Regions from separate parts of the Anser cygnoides genome. Here region 1 is linked to region 2. Evidence: chromatin contacts called from public Hi-C data. All regions are on one chromosome and are shown on one strand. The core of a region is the stretch at or near the end of the contact, and the rest is flanking DNA. Distances in the headings are between cores, read along the strand shown.

Region 1 (6,287 bases), core at 1,347-3,846, 260 kb before region 2:
AAGTTAATCAATTTTCAGTGTTTGGAGCCTTATCTTCAAAGTAAGAAATTTGCAGCCACGTACCTTTAGGTCATTGTGTAAAGCATGCCCAACTAAAATCCTTCCATTCAAGATATCAGCAACCTCCTTCTGAACTGTTTTAAAATCTTCACCTAAAAACACCACACAATTAGACCACCTTCTGTTAGACACCTAAGACACTAAGCAAGCTACAATTAAAACACTGCATCTTTTTTTGTGAAGGCAATTGTATCTTTGGGACTGTAGTTATATGAATTTGTATTTGACACTGAATCTTCTTGCCATGAAGAGCACAACACTAAAAGGAAATCAACTTACATATTATTCGCACACCATAATTAACAAGTGAATTTCATCTGGGATATCAGTGACCATTCTGTAAAAAAGTTCTTCTTCCCACATTTTTTCCTAGCATTCAGACTAGATTTTATTTTCCATTTTTTCAAATTAGGTCTAAAACTTTTTCAAGCTCAGCCAATGAGGCTTTTGTGGTAGCATGTTAAAATTGCCTTCCTTAAAGGACAGGTTTGGGAAAAAACTCCTACCTGTCTTTACGTTCTCAGGACGTATGCCACTAACAGCAGTTCTGTAATCCGTCACCTCTTCTGTAGGTTTGACATACTTATCGTAAACGCACTTTCCAAACTGGTTCACAATGGACACTCGAGCCACAATACTGTCTTCACCCTTTGGTCCCACTCCCACCATCTCACAGTCCATGGCTACTGTTCTTGTCAGCCTGAAAAGAAAAAAGGACAGCTTGGTGACACACCTGTTACAAGGACCGCACAGTGAAGTTCGCAAGGTGCACACATTTTCATGGAGAGAACTCAGCAGTATGACTGTCAGCAGACCCAGGGGGATGTCAGCTTACATGCTGCATCTACAAATCAGAGTTATCAGAAAAATCTTGATGCTTCTGCTGTCATGCTTCCCACTGGAATGCCACTCACCCATCAGAAGATTTTTCTTTAACCAGCACCCGCTCCACAGACTGTTCGGATCGGCCTGTTTTAAGTCCCAGTTTTCTTCTAGCAACTTCTGCTGCTTCAGGTCCTATTGCTGCTTCAATATCTTTTGGATCAACATCATCAAACCAGATGTCAGCCCTGGTAAGTACAAATTTAATTACATTAAATAGTTTTAAAGTGGTTTTCCATCTTTATAGTGTAGGAAAAGCAGATTTATTTTTAAATCAAGAAATCAGCTCTGAAAAGTAGTCTAGTACTGTCATCTATGCAAGTTTGTTGCCTTATCCGAGGAGGGGCACTGTTCATCTTACTTCTCCCAAAATATAGTCTGGAAGAGTGCAGCTATTTCAAATGTAATACCCTGTACTCCTTACATACACCTCCTAAAATAAACATTCAAATACATGCATGATGCCTGAAGTACTCACTCTTTGGGCTGCTGCTCCACAGCTTCAGCTTTCCTCTTCTTATGTTTTACATCACCCTTCTCCTTTTCAATATTGCCATTCTTCCTTTTTTCCTTGCAGCTTTTTCCATTGCTTTTGGTGCCGTTTAAATTCTTGTCCGTTGCAACCTTCTTGGATTTTGGCTTAGCCAAAGGAGGATTGTCTTTCGCAGAACTGTTGTCCGTTTTATTTGTGGATTTGGGCTTTAAATTCTTGTCCGCTGCAACCGCCTTGGATTTTTTCTTATCCAAAGGAGGACCGTCTTTAGCAGGACCATCTTCCTTTTTGTTTGCGGATTTGGGCTTTGCCACGTTCTCATTCCCTTTGCTAACTGGAACTTGTTGGCTGGTCCCCTCTTTGAGCGGATGCTTCTTTTTGGTGTGTGTTTGACATGCAGAGTGGGACTCATCCGAGTTATTTGCCTTTTGTTTCAGTAGCTAAAATGACCAAAAGAAAAAAAAAAAAGAAAAAAAGATTATCTCCCTTCAATTCTACCCTGCTGTCATTTGTTAGAGTACTCCACACAATACCTCAGCGTGAAGCTGACCAGGGCTCTCTTATCTGGCTGAAGGGGCATTACTGCAACGGCATCTCCCAGACCCCTGCGCGTTATTTTAACACGAAACCATGTTTTTTAATTACTATACGCGGTGTGGAACTGTACTAGCAAGGAAAACGACAGCATCCCTGGCCTGGCGGCTCGCCCTCACCTCCTGCAGCGCCTTCCAGTTGGCGGAGAACTCCTGGGGGCTGCGGGGCAGGGCCGTCGCCATCTTAGGGCCCTGCGGGGCGGCAGGCTCCGCGGGGCGCCGCCAGAATTTCTTCCTCTTGCCTTTCCCGCGGGCCCCGGGGCTCGGCCCCGCAGCCCCGGGCTCCGCGGGGCCCCGTTTTGCCATGTGGGGACGGGGAACGGGAATCGAAAGGGCCGCGGCCGCCGTTTCCTCAGCGCCTCGCAGCAGCGGCCCGCCGGGGAACGCAGCCCCGCGCTGCGGTTCCGGGCGCCGGGGCCGGGCCTGCGCTGGCGGCCCCTGGCGGCTGCGGGAGCGGCCGGCGCTGAGCCGCCCGTGGGGCGAGCCCTGAGGAGGGGGGAGTCTGGGGCTGGGGTTTGAATAAAGCTGGGGCTTCAATAAAGCTGGGGTTTCAATAAAGCTGGGGCTTTCACGAGGGTATTGTTTGTGTGCTTGGGGGGCAGGTCCCGCGGGCTGGCGGCACCCCGAGGGCTGACCCGAGGTCCTGCTTTAGACGCGGGTGGCAGACCCTGCTGTGTGTGCCCTGTGTGGCCGCCATCAGGGCCTGGCTCGTGGTTTCGAGGTGCTGCGTCTTGCCATGCCTCACGGTCTGTCCAAGTCCACCTGTGAGGCTCCAGCATGGTCGAGGTGCAGGGAGCAGCAATGCACAGGTTGAACAAATTGGAGCCCAGTTCCGCCCCCCCACCCTGCAAATTGTGCCTTGTTTATTTGGCTGCTAAAACTGGCCCAAAGCTCCTCTTATGGCTGTGCTCTTTGGCTGTAATAAAGCTGCAAACGTTGCGCAAAAGCTCTGCCCCTACAGCTGTTCCTGTAAAACCTCCTGCAGCAGTTCAATTCCCCCTCGACTGTCCCTCTCTGCAGAAGATCAACTCTCCTGTTTGTTTAAACTGTGTATTCTTCACTTCCGTTCCACGTGATGCCTCGGGCTAAACATTTTAATCACCCTTGGGCCAGAGTTTACTCTGCAGCACTGGTTGCAATTCTTCCAGCATGATCATCAGCTTGATGATCCGAGCTCTCATGATGTTCCCTCTGGGATTTTGTTGGCCATCCATTCTCCAAGAGGTAAGTTTGACCTCCAGAAAATGCAGTTTCCAGGAAGCCTTTTTTATTTCTAGGAAAAAAAAAAAAAAAAGGAGAGAAAACACAATGTGTTCTAAGCCAAAATGTATCAAACCTCACTAATCAAGAAGATAAAGTTATTTCCTCTGGGTGGCCATTGTGCAGCATATGCTCAGTGCAAAATAAAACCATTAGAACTTGGCATCGATACTTGTTGAATTGTTTGCTGATGTTCCTTCTAGGTTAGGTTCAGTTAAATAATAGTCTTGTATCCATTTGTTTTTCTTTAAAAAAATAAAGTAAAGCCATTCTTCTTCTTGCAGAAATTTCTCAGAGCTTTGGATCCGGAAGATATTTTCTCTTATTTTGGAACCAGCTCAGTGTCTGATGGTATGCAGAGCTCCTTCCTTCTTGATGTTGGAACACATTTGTCAGTTTATTTCTAATCCCGTACATTTGATAATGCTAAGAACGCTTATTAACTAACTCTGTTCTGACAAGCATTTAGCATTTCTGAGTTGCATTACTCAGTGAGGTAATCTGTGTCTCAGTGTGTTGAAGAACTGGGTCAGTATTTAAAATCTCCTAAAGGAGATACAATAAATCTTTTTACGCATTTCTGCTACAGTCCTCGTTCTCTGTATTGATATATTTCTACGAGATTAACGCATCCAAGTCATCTGAATGGGAAGCTATAAACTAAGAATAGCTTTAAATGCACTTGTTATTTTTTTTAAATAAACAGATGGAGAGACTAGCACTCTAGGTCTGGATTGGTGGTAGTTCAGAATAAAGATACATTTTGAACTCCCAAATTCTTGAAGCAAGGATGTTGTTGACTTGTGAGTTCATCTAGCGCACTTTCCAGTGTCTCTGTTTGGGTTATGATTATTCTCACTCAGTAATGCTTAACATCTGAGGAAGTAAAACTGTCTCAGCCTTTGTCAAATGAGCCGTTCTCCTTAACAAGGGAGCAGAAGCACAGATAAGTCAGAAGCTAGTTTCAGAGCTGTTGTCTGTTCCCGGTCAGAGTACCCTGCTTTGGAATAGTTGAACGCACAGAAGTTCTTTGACTATTGGCAAAGTGACCTCAAAAGGCACAGTTGTCAGTTGGAGAATAATTTTTTGCAAGGATACAAATTATTATATTTGTTTTCCATGTATCATCATTTCTTATAACCGTTCCCCTTGTTCTGGTTTTGTTTCGTTTCTTTCAGTACCCGAGTTTGTGGTTGCTCAGCCAAGTTGCCCTTGTAAAGAAGAGCACATTGGGCTGACATGTCGAATTCAACATTGCTCCATTAAAGCTTGGGGAGAAGTCTATGCCTTTGAATTTCTAGAGGACCATGCCCTCGTTTCTTCTTCCTTTGTGATCAATCAAATGGTGAACTCTTCTTTTAGCATACTGAAGCAATTCTCAGGCAACTGCTTTGCAGGTGGAAAGCCATCACTACCTCCTGGGGCTGAGTGTAGAGTCACTTACTGTGAAGGGCAGCTGGTGAGTATGCACTGAACTTGTCAGCTTTTCTTACAAGTATTTACAGCCTTTGCAGGTTTGCAGCTTGATGCCCCACACATGTGTGAACCATCCATTTAATAAATCTGAGCATTACAAATGAGAAGCAGGAAGGACATGATAAGAGTTCTCCATTGTAGTAAATGTCTGGAATAACTCAGAGATGGAATTTCATTTCCTTTAGCAAGGAGTCGTCATTACAGATGAAGAAAAGATTCATATCAGGCCTGTCAGAAACAAAGATATGGCCCTGCTGAAGGATCTTGGCTTCTCCAGTCCCCACATTCTCTTCAGAAGTGCCAGAGTAGGATCAAGTACAGCAAGAGGTAACATATTTGGAAAGGAAGCCCTGGTTGTTCTGCTCTGAAAAACTGTCTTCTGGTAGTGGGGCTGCTTGAATGAGCTGAGGAGAAAGATTTGTATCTGCAAGTATATGATTATACTTGATAAATGGCTCTCACCTCATTGAGGTGTAAACAATGTTTTTCATTTAGGTACTTGTTATTTGGATAATATAAATATGTTACCAAGGGTGCAGACAGGTGAAGAAAACCAACAAAAGTGTGAAACTTGGGCAAGTGACTGTGAAAGTAGTCGTCTATCAGTACTTTAGTCTTTCAGGAAGAGGGAGTGAATCTGCAGGATCTTGTATGCTGTCTTGCATTTTAAACTCCCTGCGTCCCTTTTTGCTGTTCAGCAGGGCAGTTTCCTTCTCGCCTGCAGAAGAGGGCTGAGGGAGCTGTCAAACATCTGGAGCTGATGGTCGTAGCAGGTCCCGACGTTTACTTGCACCACAAAGAGGACACGGAGCGATATATTCTTGCAAACCTGAACATTGTGAGTAGTTTTCTGTTTGGACTGCTGTTCCAGTGTAAGAGCTCACAGTGTTGCAGGTAGATTTAGCTCTGTGGATGCACTTCCCAGAGGTGTCTGTGGTTACCTGCTCCTATTACAGAGCACTGCTTACATGCAGGGTGTTCGTTTGTGTTTCATTGGGACTGCACATCAAGCTTACCCTTGTTGAAAGAGCTGCAAAAGGAAAAGTGAATGTTAAAAGCTCTTCATTTCGTTACTAATCTAATTACACAGATAATATAAGATACAGTAGCAAGAGTTTTATCACCAGAGACTTGATTCAGTCCCTCTCGATTTCAGTGAGGTTAAGCCAGATCCATTGAATTTACTCTCCTACCCTATGAAATTTGTTTTCTGTGCAGATTTTTCTCTCTGTTTCAGAGTAGCTGATGAGTCTAACAAGTTATCATCAATTGACAGATTTATTTTTTTTTTACATTTATGTTGCTTACTTGATTGTACTTCCTGGTGAATTTATATTTGCCCTTATAGTTACCAGGTGTGTTAGCTTTGTAATGAGTGCACCCCTGTAATTTGGAATAGATACTGGAAGTCACCGAGATGACTTCTTTACTGAATCTTTTCTGTATCTTAACAGGGGGCAGAGCTGCTGCGAGATGCTTCGCTGGGTGGTCATTTCAGGGTTCATTTGATGCAAATGCTTGTT
Region 2 (6,271 bases), core at 2,070-4,569:
CTCTACCTCGAAAACACCACCCAGGGCAATGGCTTTTCCCGACACATTCAGTTCAAGGTCCTACCACAGAATCGCCCAGCGACTAATAAATCTTTGTGCATGATCTAAGACATCAGAAACATCTAATCCCACTGACAGCCTGCTCTCAAAATCAGATTCCCTCGGAGAAGCTGTCATCTAAGGTCTCCAAAATCAGAACGCCCCAAGTGGCTGCGTTAGCTGAAAATGCTGGATGGGAAGCTAACTTAAAGCATCTCCCACACCGGGATCAAACATCCCAGCTGAAAAAATGAAACCAAACTGAACAAACCCACGTGCTGGTGGATCTGCCCCTAACGTCTGAGGAACTGGTGGGCTCCATTCGCTGCTGCTCCCCAGGGTCCCACATCGCGTGCCCATAGACAGAGCCCTCACAGCCAACTTGGCCGTGTTAGTTCCAGAAGCCAGTTTTGTTTGTTTTGTTTTACTGTGCGAGTCCAGCATCTGCAAAGGCTGCCTTGGAGCAGGACTGCCACACGGTGTGCAGGACACACCGCCGCTGTACAATGGTTATTCAGACTCGTAGGAAAGCGGGACTCGGGCAGTTCAACTCCCATCTGCAACGAACTGTGATCTCAGCTCTGCTGAGAGCACAGAGGTCCTTTTGATAAATCCCTACATACAAGGACTACAGCACCATTTCAGCATGAGAGAAATATATTCAACTTTTCCAATAATCTTTACAGTCCGCTGGCCTGGAAGACTGGGTTTCTCTTCCCCACTGCAGGGCTGCACCCACCGGACTCGGGCACACCACGGGGACGGAGGGGAGCGATGCTCCGAGGCCGCTGCCTCTCACCCTGCCTCTCCAAGCACTTCTCGCACATCAGTGCTCCCAGCACTGTCTTTGGTGGCTTTGTGTTTGCATGCACCCAGAGGAGGCCGAAGAGCCAGAGGAACACCCCCACTGTCACACGTGCTCGGGAGCCTCCTGGGACCCCCACCTCTGCACACGAGTAGCACCTACACTGAGGGGTCTGCTTACTGGGAGAGGGCTTTTCTCATTTTTTTCCCTCTTAAGAAAACTCAGTTTTCTTTGTCAAAACACCACTTTTACATCTGGTCTCTCCAGAGGCGTATTTTAAGTTAGACACGCAAAACGAAGTGAGACAGGAGTACACCTTTAACCGTACGATATTCATTATTCGCTGTGGGACGTTCGCTGCATCCTCAAAGACCATACAATGCAAATATCTGTGCGGCTGTCTCCCTACCCATATGAGTAATTCACCTGTCTTCAGCGAGAGGCTCTTAAAGGCTGGGGGGCTGCACCAGACCGGGGCCCACAACTGCTGGGCCTCCGTCACTGCCCCCTGGCACCACTCTGCAGGGCCCGGGCCTACTGCTGCTTCTTGGGCCACATCTGCACCGACTCAGAACCCAGATATCGTACAAGTTCTCCTCACTGCTGAGCCCCTCTGTGGCCTTCAAGTTAGACACAAGCTCCAGAGCTGCCTGAAGTCAGGGAGATCCCGAAGGTGGCAAGCACAGGAGATGGAGACGAGCTCTGCCACGCAGCAGAGGTCACAGAGAAGGTGCTGGACACCAGCAGCAGTGTCAGCAGTGAGGCACCAAGATGAAGCCTTGCCCTAGGATTAGGGAGGGAAGCACCACTCCCAAAGTCCCAGAAGAACATACACAGTGCTGGCTCCGATCTGCCTTACTTCCACAGCCCATTTGCATTTAGCTCCTTCCCCTGAACCACCTTTTTCAAAACTTCAGTAACAGGCTGTGAAATCCCCACCATCTGTTAGCCAGGGAAAAATCTCCACCGCAGCTCCATCAGCCTCTCCCACACAAGCCTTATTCATTAGGAGGAATGACTGCAAACATTTACCAAGTCCATGCTGGCTCAGAAATTCCTGAAGTTACTAACAACAGGCTTGGGATAGGGAACTTTGACAAACGCCCCTAAATAGAGTGTGCCCACATCGTTAGCTTTACCCAGGGTGCATTAAGGCTGCTTTCTTGCTACCGCGATTATGCTTTAATATGTAATTAGTAGGAAGAAAACGATGTTGAAGAGGAGAACGCCTCACTTACACACACGCCATTAAGACTGAGAGTATAAATGAGTGAGCTGCGGCATCACCATCTGAGGCTCATTAACTCAATCTGCAAAGCATCGAGGGCTGGCAAGCGCTGCCGTCCGGCTGCAGGTACAGCAAAAAACTGCACATCGACACTGGTGGCAGGCACCGTGCCTCCCTGCCTCTTCCTTGCCTAGCTCAAAACCTGGCAAAGTCGGGAAGGGCTGGGAAACGCAGAGGCACTTGTCCCCAGGAAGAACGCACCAGCTTTCCCAGCAGGGAAACGATAGTTAGGAACATCACACAGCCCATGCAGGTGGCTTTCACACGTCTCCGTGATCCTGGCTTCACCTGCGATGCTCAGGGAAGCTATTTAAAACCCATCCAAAGGAAACTGTTCCCCGCCAGCACTGCAGATCCAAGCCACCTGATCCCGTGTCACTGCCCCGATGCACCCCGTGCAGCCCATGCGAGTCTGGAACAACCATCATACCAAGCTCTCCAGCCCCCCCAGCCCTGCACACCCAGCTGGAGCGGGCAGGGGAATCACCCGGAGGAATCCTGAAAGTACAGGGCGGTTTTGAAGAAATAACTCATTTCTGAAGGAAAAGGGAAAAAAAAAAAGTCTGGAAGCGCTCCAAGAACAAACAAGCAGCCCATTTTGAAAGAGTGGAACAAAACAGTCTGAGATGCCTTTTTTTTTTTTTTTTTTTAAATTCTCTTGAACAAGGCGGGGATGGAAAGGAGAAACCTCATCACCAGCGAGCTGTGGCACGAGGGCAGCCCTCGTGCACGGAGCTGCTCCTGCCAGCAGCAGCACCCCCAAGTCACGGCCTCAGCACCGTAAAGCCCCTTAAATCAGGAGATGGCAGGAGACCTGGGTGTTAATAGCAAACCTCACCGAAACCACGCTCTGCTGAGGAGCCGAGGTTTCAACACACCATTTTTCTGCCCCCACTTTGAGCAATGTTTATTTGCCGTGAAACATTAACATTTCGCTTCGATACGTGACTGCCCGAATGCAAAGTGTCAATGCAGGAGGAGGCTGACCGGGCCAAATCGGGTCCCCCCGTGCGCCCCAGCCCTGTCCCCTTCTCCCAGGATGGGCTGGGGAATGGGCACCAGGCTCCCCGGCTCCATCCCAGCATCAGGGTGCCTGTTTTGGGGCACGATGCTTTGATACGCTAACTTGTACCCGCTCTTCTTTGCCCCAGGAGGAATCGGTTTGCTGCAGAGGCTTTTTTCTCCCCTTTTCCTTTAATCTGCTTCACAGGGTAGATGCTGAGCAGAATTACCCTGAGCACTGGGGTTTGAGAAGTTCGGTCATGGCAGTGCTTTCAGGCTGAGAGTTTCGCTTTTTGCACATTCTGCTAAAACATGGTTACACCCACACGTTAATCTGTTTCAAGAAATGTTAATTATTCTTCATAACCGAAGCATTTGGCCTTGAGACAGTTTCATTATCAGACGCTGTAACTTCGACAGGCTAGGAAATCTGGGGAAGATTTTAATGAAGAAACAGAAGATCCCTGGCTCGTTACAGAATAAAAACCTCCTTTTATTCCGAGATTGCTTTAAATGACATTACACGGGATGTGTTTCCTTCCTTTCCCAAAGCACAAGCATGCTGAACGGTTGAGCTCAAGTGATGCCAGATGCACTAACGGAGCGCTGAGGCACCGAAGGACTGACTCTGCCTGTTGACACCTTTCAGTCGTGGTGACCATGACCAAATCATTAAGTCACAAACGCCTGATAATGTAATAAAAAAAAAAAAAAACAACATCTTGTGGGGTCCAAAAGCAGCCAGGCATTTTTCAACCAACAGACAAAAGCTGTAGGGTCACAGAAGAGAGACGGACTGCACCCCTTCCCCTTTTTAGAGGCACAGACCAGTGAATGTTTTACTGCTCTCAGGTTCCCCACCCCCCGATCTTGTCTAATATGACTACAAGAAGAGCTCAGCCAGATCACGGAAGTGCAAGAAAATCAATTTCATACACATTAAGAATACGTGTTTACCCACGTCCTGATCGATACCTCCGGCTCCCTGCACATTACAACACTTCGGTTGCAGTTTGAGGCCCAACAGCACCGTTCTCCCATGCAGACTATGGGAGTTAGGAAAGATCCTGTCCGTGCTTGTTTGATCTGAAACATAATACCCCTTAATGTGACCCCTTGGAAAAATACTGGGGAAAGCAGCCAAGAGGGGAGGAAAAAAAAAGAAAAGCAAAGCTTCCCAGAATGAACATTTCTGGCTCTTTCAGTTCCACGGCGGAGCTGTGCATCTATAAACAGTGCTGATTTGCAAGTAGGAGAGGGAGGAAAAGGAGAAAGGAGAAGGAGAAAGCAGAGATAGCCGGCCACCTCGCAGCTAAAAGCTCTGCTTTTTAAGCAGCCTCTCCTCCGGCCCAGCCAGGGACAGGAGGGGACAGCAGAGGGCACAGCTCAGCACCCAGCTTCCTGGGCTGGTGACACCCAGGTGTTTCACTTTAGGGTGCAGTAGGAGACCAACTGCTTTTACCAGCAGCTTGGTGCATGTGCATGATTTGAGGCCCCGGTGCTGTCACTGGACCCTGAAGACCACAAAGTAAACCAGCGTGGTCCTTTTGGTTGCAAACTGCGGCAGCCTGCTAGGAGATTTTTAATCCACCAGTTACTTCAGGGCAATGTTAACAGGAGACCAGGGGGAAGTTTTCAGGATTTGGACCCTAAAAACATACACGATGTGTGGCAACACCCCCTGCATCTCCTACAGCAAACACCGCGCCGTAACAGGCCGGTGCACGGCACAGCAGAAAGCACCGCCTGCTGCACGCTTGGCTAGCCACAGAAATCTGCAATTCATTTGCCCCGTGCTTTAGAGAAGTTCAGCATCAGGGTTTCCTGTGCTTGCTTTTAGCGTTCTGGCTGAAAACATCTGCGGGACGCACCGCACCTGCTAACCCAGCCTGCCGCCGCCCCCTCCCTGCATCCTGCAGCCGGGTGCCCCCCGACAGCATTGCCCTGGGCACGGCTGGCCCCGAGCTTGGGTGCCCTGACACAAAAGCAACACCCGACCCAAATGGACCCACAAGCTTGCAAAAAAAAAAAAAAGGGGGGGGAAGAAAACCAAACCATCCTCTTCCAGTCTGCTTTTGCCATTTGTAGAGTTCATGGTGATATCCTGCACGATTCCAGCTACTTGGAACACGGGTGGCCAAAAGTCAGCCAGCATAACCCCAGCTGAACAGCGTGCCAGCCTGCACGGGAGGGCCAAATGCCACCCGCAGCTCCTGCGAGCAGCCAGGGATATCATCAGTCTGAGAGCCGCAGCAGGCTGCCTGCTTCTGCCAGGGCTGCTTCTCCCTGCAGCAAGGACCTGCAGCCCCCAAGGGGCTGGGCAAAATCCCCCCGAGCAGCATCCACGCCGCACGTGAATTTTCAGCTTGTTGGTAAAGCTCTTCGGTCACTTCTGAAAAGCGCAACAGCTTCAAAATAGAAAAATCAGATGCAATTAAAGCAAAATGTTGCCCTGCTGGAGCTAGCCAGAGCTTGGCTGCTCTGCACAGGCACACGAAGGGGAGCAGAGGCTGGGGACGCAGCCGCGGCTCCTGCTCCTCTGGGACAACGTCACTGTAAGCACCGGGCTGGCAAGGAGTTAAGCGGGTTCCTGGTTTCTTGCATGCAGTCACACACACACACATCTTTTTGCAAGGCAGTTATTCTACTACTCCCTTGGGAATTAAAAAAAAAAAATACACACGCCCTTCTTCTGGAGAAGGCTCCTCACTTCCCTCCCCACCCGCTGCACACGCATCTTGTGAGTTATACGGCAATTGGAAGCAGTTTCGCCTCCGATAGGATCCCTTTTCTTGACACACGTCCAGCCACCACGTAGCAGCCGCCTGAATAACTGGCACAGAGGGCCACAACAAGGGGAGGGCTGTGCTGCTGCCCGTTTCCTTGGGGGATTTGCAAATCACCAGGACGCGAGGCACGCGGGCAGCCCAGCCAGCAGCAGCAGGGGACAGGGCGCCGAGCTCGGCCACCCCCAGCTCTGCTCCCGGCCACTCCATGCAGCAGAAAGGCACGACTTCCAGTTTGTTCTTGGCTACGAGAAGGCAGAAATAAAAAATAAAGTACTAAAAAAAAAAAATCCAGAAAGGGAAAAGGAGAGCTGCTCCCACCGCCAGCGGGTTAGCTGCAGGAGGGCAGGC

The links. A called contact is a pair of places that touch in the nucleus more often than the background predicts.
Region 1: a contact with region 2 is called in a Hi-C map of liver, with 12 times the contacts expected there. The contact joins the promoter of ADAMTS13 here to the enhancer-like site in region 2. A contact is called at or near these places in 2 of 7 Hi-C or Micro-C datasets (both in liver).

Annotation. Positions count from the first base shown.
Region 1 is chr20:4,461,100-4,467,386 of Taihu_goose_T2T_genome, reverse strand. It overlaps ADAMTS13 (ADAM metallopeptidase with thrombospondin type 1 motif 13), which reads left to right and starts at 2,596. Exons shown (of 29, transcript XM_066980650.1): 1 at 2,596-3,252; 2 at 3,573-3,639; 3 at 4,467-4,747; 4 at 4,950-5,091; 5 at 5,463-5,602; 6 at 6,219-6,287. The coding sequence starts at 3,178. REXO4 (REX4 homolog, 3'-5' exonuclease) reads right to left here and starts at 2,449. Exons shown (of 8, transcript XM_013193976.3): 1 at 2,149-2,449; 2 at 1,421-1,875; 3 at 975-1,130; 4 at 567-760; 5 at 64-152. The coding sequence starts at 2,334.
Region 2 is chr20:4,203,084-4,209,354 of Taihu_goose_T2T_genome, reverse strand. All of the region lies in intron 2 of VAV2 (vav guanine nucleotide exchange factor 2), which reads right to left. Among named protein-coding and RNA genes, the nearest start is that of VAV2, 38 kb to the right of the region's middle. Within about 2 kb of position 3,319, at least 1 of the 3 cell types and tissues checked has open chromatin away from gene starts, as enhancers often do. A contact at or near this core is called in liver, where this site is marked.